Regions from separate parts of the Mus musculus genome. Here region 1 is linked to region 2. Evidence: chromatin contacts called from public Hi-C data. All regions are on one chromosome and are shown on one strand. The core of a region is the stretch at or near the end of the contact, and the rest is flanking DNA. Distances in the headings are between cores, read along the strand shown.

What was found. Hi-C and Micro-C count contacts between places; a contact is called where the count stands out from the background.
Region 1: a contact with region 2 is called in a Hi-C map of the N1E-115 cell line, with 6 times the contacts expected there. The contact joins two enhancer-like sites. A contact is called at or near these places in 4 of 484 Hi-C or Micro-C datasets (the AML12 cell line, the N1E-115 cell line, embryonic fibroblasts and 1 more), 1 of 115 datasets of contacts at active chromatin or transcription factors (embryonic midbrain) and 2 of 9 other capture datasets (adipose tissue and embryonic tail).

Annotation. Positions count from the first base shown.
Region 1 is chr3:5,386,660-5,389,359 of GRCm38.p6, reverse strand. All of the region lies in intron 5 of Zfhx4 (zinc finger homeodomain 4), which reads right to left. Among named protein-coding and RNA genes, the nearest start is that of 4930555M17Rik, 130 kb to the left of the region's middle. RefSeq lists an enhancer at 1-2,519. Within about 2 kb of position 1,294, at least 62 of the 459 cell types and tissues checked have an H3K27ac peak or open chromatin away from gene starts, as enhancers often do. A contact at or near this core is called in the N1E-115 cell line, where this site is marked.
Region 2 is chr3:5,243,809-5,246,532 of GRCm38.p6, reverse strand. Zfhx4 (zinc finger homeodomain 4) reads right to left here. Exons shown (of 11, transcript NM_030708.2): 2 at 2,234-2,724; 3 at 888-1,312. Among named protein-coding and RNA genes, the nearest start is that of 2700069I18Rik, 24 kb to the right of the region's middle. Within about 2 kb of position 1,257, at least 5 of the 459 cell types and tissues checked have an H3K27ac peak or open chromatin away from gene starts, as enhancers often do. A contact at or near this core is called in the N1E-115 cell line, where this site is marked.

The sequences.
Region 1 (2,700 bases), core at 45-2,544, 140 kb before region 2:
AAAAATATAAGGTATATTCCCCAGTTCAGGTAGGAATTACATAAATTAGGAGAAGAAGGTAAAATGGGATTTGCAGCACCAGGCTGAACAATTTCATAAAATCTTTAATGAGAATATAAATTAACCCTGGAAAGGCGAAAGGTCATCAGAACACATTTGCATACTCTATTCTATTTGCTTTTGATAAGCAAAGCTTTTATGCAGAGAACATGATACAATTAACCCTTCAATAACCATACAAAATGGTGCTACGGACATTTCAAGTGTCAAGCATTCACTGAAAATTACACACTGAATAAAATTTTCATTGCAAATGCTATAGTGATTGAAAGGGGGAAATGTGTCCTTCTCCACACTCCATGTTTTATTAATAACATTCTGGCAGCAGAATGAAATATCCACTGTCATAAGTAGCAGCTGAGCACAAAAAAAAAATCTACTTGATGGTTCAGTTTTCAGCCATGCTCTGCAACTGTGTAAGCAAAAAGGAGAAACAGGACATCTAATACATTCAAAATAAGAGCTGGGTTAAATTGAGAGTCCTCCAAGATAGGATAATCTGCATGCATGCATTTATTCCAGTGTTACACTTTGTACTCCACAGAGGGGAGTTGTGAGCCTGGTTAACTTGGTGGGAAGGTGCCACTTTGTGCAGAGGTGCATGGAAATCTCGCTTTAAGAAGATACGCGGTGTTTTGTAGCTCTGTATTGCTTTCAGCTACTGATGATAATCAGTAATCAGACTTCTCCCATGTTTCTCCTCACAACAGCAGACTAGGCAGTGGGGACCATGGCTATGAGGGCTTCAAGAGCAGGAAGGCTGAGATTATGACCAGATCAGGCTGTGTCTCTGCCAAGTCCACGTGTACACGAGACATGATATATCCAGTGCAGTCTCATGACAGCTCCTTCTCAACTCATCCTGAGAAAGGATGAAGCTTCCTTTGAGTAGATTTACTAGACCTTGCCCCTAGGGCTAGAAAATGAGGTGTCAGAGTTGCTACTGAGAAGCCTTATCTCCAGGGGACACAAAATTGTAAGGGCTATCGCTACTCCCATTAATAAAACATTGTGTGTCAGGAAAAGAAAAAAAATTATAAAGGTCCTAAAAAGCAGGTTACAATATAATCAGGGTCTCATCAGACAGATTTTTGCACGTTACTCTTCTTCATTTTCTGGTATGTGTTTCAAGTGTGAGAGAAATTCCCAGACACGTTCTTCTATACATCACTGTGGTGTCTGACCTCAGGCTGACCCTGGCAACAGTTTGTGAAATCTGAGTGTGAACAAAGACTCTGTGTCCTCAGCAGGGAGAGATTATGGGATGGACTCTCCCCGTCAACTTAATGGCAAACAGCAGGTCAGAGGCAGTAACTCTGCCTGGCTTTTCCAAGCCACAACTCTGAGTGGCAGATTTGTCTGCCATGCCCCTGCTTCTGTGAGGTTCGCCCTCCTCTCTTTGCAGTTCTTTCTTTGAAGTAGGCAGGCAATTAGCTCTAATGCTCAAGCAATTCAGACCCGTTTTGTGGTTTGGAAGGCAAAAGTTGTTTATTACAGGTAGGCTCTTTGGAGCCATAAGAACTTTGCAAATTTTTAATCATGCAAAAAATAATCACAAGGGAATTTCTCCACACCATAAAATTCCGTATAAGCCAGAATAAAAGGTCACTTTCAAACTCAAAGAGAGGTTTAGAAATAAATTTGACATTCATTATATAATTAGGCTTTAGAGTCAAAAGTAATGTGAAGAAACCACTTTCTCTAGCAAACCTATAGGCTAGAATTGTGGGTGAGTAGGAGTGGCTATATTCTAGTTTAGATGCCAGATTTCCTCAATTATAAAATGTCATAAAATATAAAATGTCTTCTAGGAAAATTAGACACAACATGTTAATATATTAAAGAGAACACGGTAGAACTGAGGAGAATAAATATTTTAAATGAAACGCTAAAAAACACGCCAAAGCAGTTTTTTGAAACCTACTGCATTACATGCAATAGTAACAAAGAAATGATAGTTTTCCACAGTACCATTTTATTGACAGTGTATACACTTTCAATCTCCTTTAACATCAAAGAATATGGAAAATAAAATACTTATTTACACGTTAAACCGTATGGTGTACATGTGCTTTAACGTAAAGCTTGAGTCAGTCTCCTCTAGAGTTTCCTAATTATCTGGAGAAAGAAATGCTGTTTTCCTGTTTAAATGTTTCAGGAGACTAGAAAGAGAATGAAGTGCTATAATCTGCTATTACTACAGGAGCATGGGATGCTCAACTTTGCTTAGCATTTTAAACATGCCTAAAATGCTGATCATATGCTGTTTCATGTGGGGATCCACATCAAACAGATTTAAAAGGTTTTCAGTGTTTAGCTTAGAATATTTTCATATGAATTATAAAAAAATGGAAAGTGACTATCATTTGATCATACAATTCATAATGTACATCTTGAAGCATATATTAAAATCAATTCACTTGCACTTGTTTTTTATTGCAATTGGCACAGGCATAGCCTGTTTGTAATGTTTAAAAAAAGGAATCACACACTTCAGTTATTTCAGTGTGTATTTGTGTGCACATACTTGTGTGTGTGTGTGTGTGTGTGTGTGTGTGTGTGTGCATACCTGAGAAGTCTGTATAGGTCAGAACAGAAAGGTGGATCCCATGGAACTAGAGCTAAAGATAGTTGTGAGCT
Region 2 (2,724 bases), core at 8-2,507:
AGAGCTTGTTACAATAACTAATGGTTTGTAATATTTTCTGAATTTTAATATCCTCTAGACAAAATAAGATTTTTTTTAGTAAGTAACCAAGTTATTCATCATAAAAATGAATGTGCTACACTTGTACAGGAACCAAGAGCATCAAGACAATCCAGTGAACTAACTACAAAAAATAAATTCATCAGACATTAGGGTTATTAGAAAATATCAAGACAAGTTGTGCAATTCATGTTGTTCATTACTTTCAAGTATGAATAATGTCTGCATAGTTTTTCTCAGTAAAGATAAAAGAGCACTTGTCATCTTAAGAGCATATTTATGTAGGCTACACCCTTTGGGGAGGAGAGAAAATATTACCAGTTGGGAAAACAATCATGCAAACGAACAACAAAGTTTTCTTGAAGAGACTTCTAACTGATGCTAAGCAAGAGTGTGTTTATTCTATGTCACCAAGAGTACACAGACACAAATGTTCTGTTTGGGTCATTCTTGTTTATTACCAAATAAATGATACATTTACAGTGTAGGTCATGCCTGTGTCCTCTGTTCCTTGCACCCTTTAACACTTAGTGGTATTTTGGTTTTGTTTTGTAAAAACAATAAATAAAACATAACCTTAAAGTACCATTTTCCTCATGACAATATCCAGAAAATATTTTTTGTTTTAGGAAGCTATGGAGCAATTTATGCCTCTGAGAGAGGTGGAAAAAGGGCAAGGAGCGAGTCCCCAGTTTCCACTGGCATGCATTTCATATACCTTTGTGAATGGCAATAGAAACTGTGCATCTTGATCCTTGCACCTGCCCTCTCCTCTACAGTCTCCAAACTCTGAAATGGTTAATGCCTTTCTCTACTCTGAGCCAATGAAAATGGATGGCATGGCTTACCTTGTAGAGTTTCAGGGCCGCCTCGTGCCTGTGATTGGTAGTATGCAGACGTAATTTATCCACACTGTTGGTGTAGTAGTCACAGGCGTTACACTTTAGGTGAACAGGGTTGCCAATGGCAATGCACTTCAGCCTCCACTCATTGCTTTTGCCCCCTTCCTTGATGTGGGCCACCAGCTGGTACTTCTGCATATGCTTATCAGTCTTGCAGTGGAGCTGGAAGTTGGCTTTGAGCTGTGTGTTGTAGTTGCAGAGCTTGCACTGGTAGATATCTCCAATTACAGCTCTCCATTCCTCTTCAGGGAGAGAGCGCTCGCTGTTCACATGCACACTTAGAGCCTCCAGGCTGTCAGAGGTGAATTTGTTGCAAACAGCACACTGGAATAGCTTCAGCGCCGGGTCACTGATATAAGGTGACAGCTCTCCTGCAGTAAGGAGGGACAGGTCATCACCCATTAGCTGACCACTGGCAAGCCGGATTTCAGGCGGCAGCTCATTATTTACTACAGGGGAAAAATTAAAAGGAAAAATAGAGACTAGAAAACACAGCACACATGAAAGAATGTTAAAGAAAAAAATGTCTTGACAAGGAATGTGCTTTCTCTAGAGCTTAAACTATAAAAAGCTGTAATAGGATTGGATCAGGGTCAATTACAATCTTCCCTTTCAACTTCTAAATTCCCTCATCAGATAGCTTTAATTACTCCTATTGGGCATGATGTCATCCTGAAATTTGTATTTTCCAGTACAAGAAAGTTGATGAATACTATAACAAAACAGTCACATGTTTGTGATTTAAGAGCCTAGATAGACTTACATAGACACTAATTGTTGTTTCTCAATTTGTCTTACAGCTTGATAGGATTTGCCTGGTTCTGCACTTGTTGCCTATAATATACTCCCAAATACCTGGATAAGGTAATGGGATTGTTGTAGGATTAATTATGAGCAATTACAGCCATTCAAATAGTTTTCGAAAATATGTAAATAATATCATGATGGTTTGTATTTGACGTCTTGGGGAGTAATCACCGAGAGTAAACCTGCAAATTCTGGCAAATGCATGGCTACTGAGGGTAAACAAGGTATGTAAATGAGCATTTTTAATGGACCTATCAAACGTGGGCAAACCTTGTTAACTTCTTATATGCTGTCACTAATTTCTCACCTCTTCACTCTCTAGATTTAACTTAGCTTTAAAGCAATGTGCCTGTTTGCAGTTTGCCTACGCAGTTTAAGAGAAAGCCCTTTCTGGCGAACAGTCCCAGTTTGTCAGTGCCCTCCTACAAGAGATCAAAGTGGAAAATATTCAAAACGGACAATAGTGCAGAACAGAAAGTACTAACCAAGTCCTGGTGCCAGAGCCGCTGCTGTGGCGGAGTCGAACTGGAAAGGGTTAAGCAGGAGCTGAGTCTCGGCAGGATTTTCCAGCTTCATCCCTGTCAGGCCGATGTTCTGAGCCAGGTAGTACTGGTAGAGCTCGGCCTCGGCCGGGGCGAGGCCCAGGTGCAGATTGTGCTGAATCTGTTTCATGTTCTGCTGCAGAAGCATCATGTTGTGCATGTGCTTCTCACTGGTCATGTGAATCCGGAGGTTCCTCGCCACGTTGGTCTCATAGTCACAGACTTCACACCGCCAGGTGGGTTTCTGTTTGGGTTTGGATGGGGAGGGTGTTCCACAGCCACTGAGGCTAGTGTTAGGGGTTGGAGCAGAGTGGCCAAACACCTGCTCGCCATTGCCATTTTGAAGATTCTGAACATTGTTCAGGTGCTTGTCTGACTGCATATGAATACTGAGGTTGCCTTTGGTAGTGGTAGAGTAGTTACAAACCTCACAA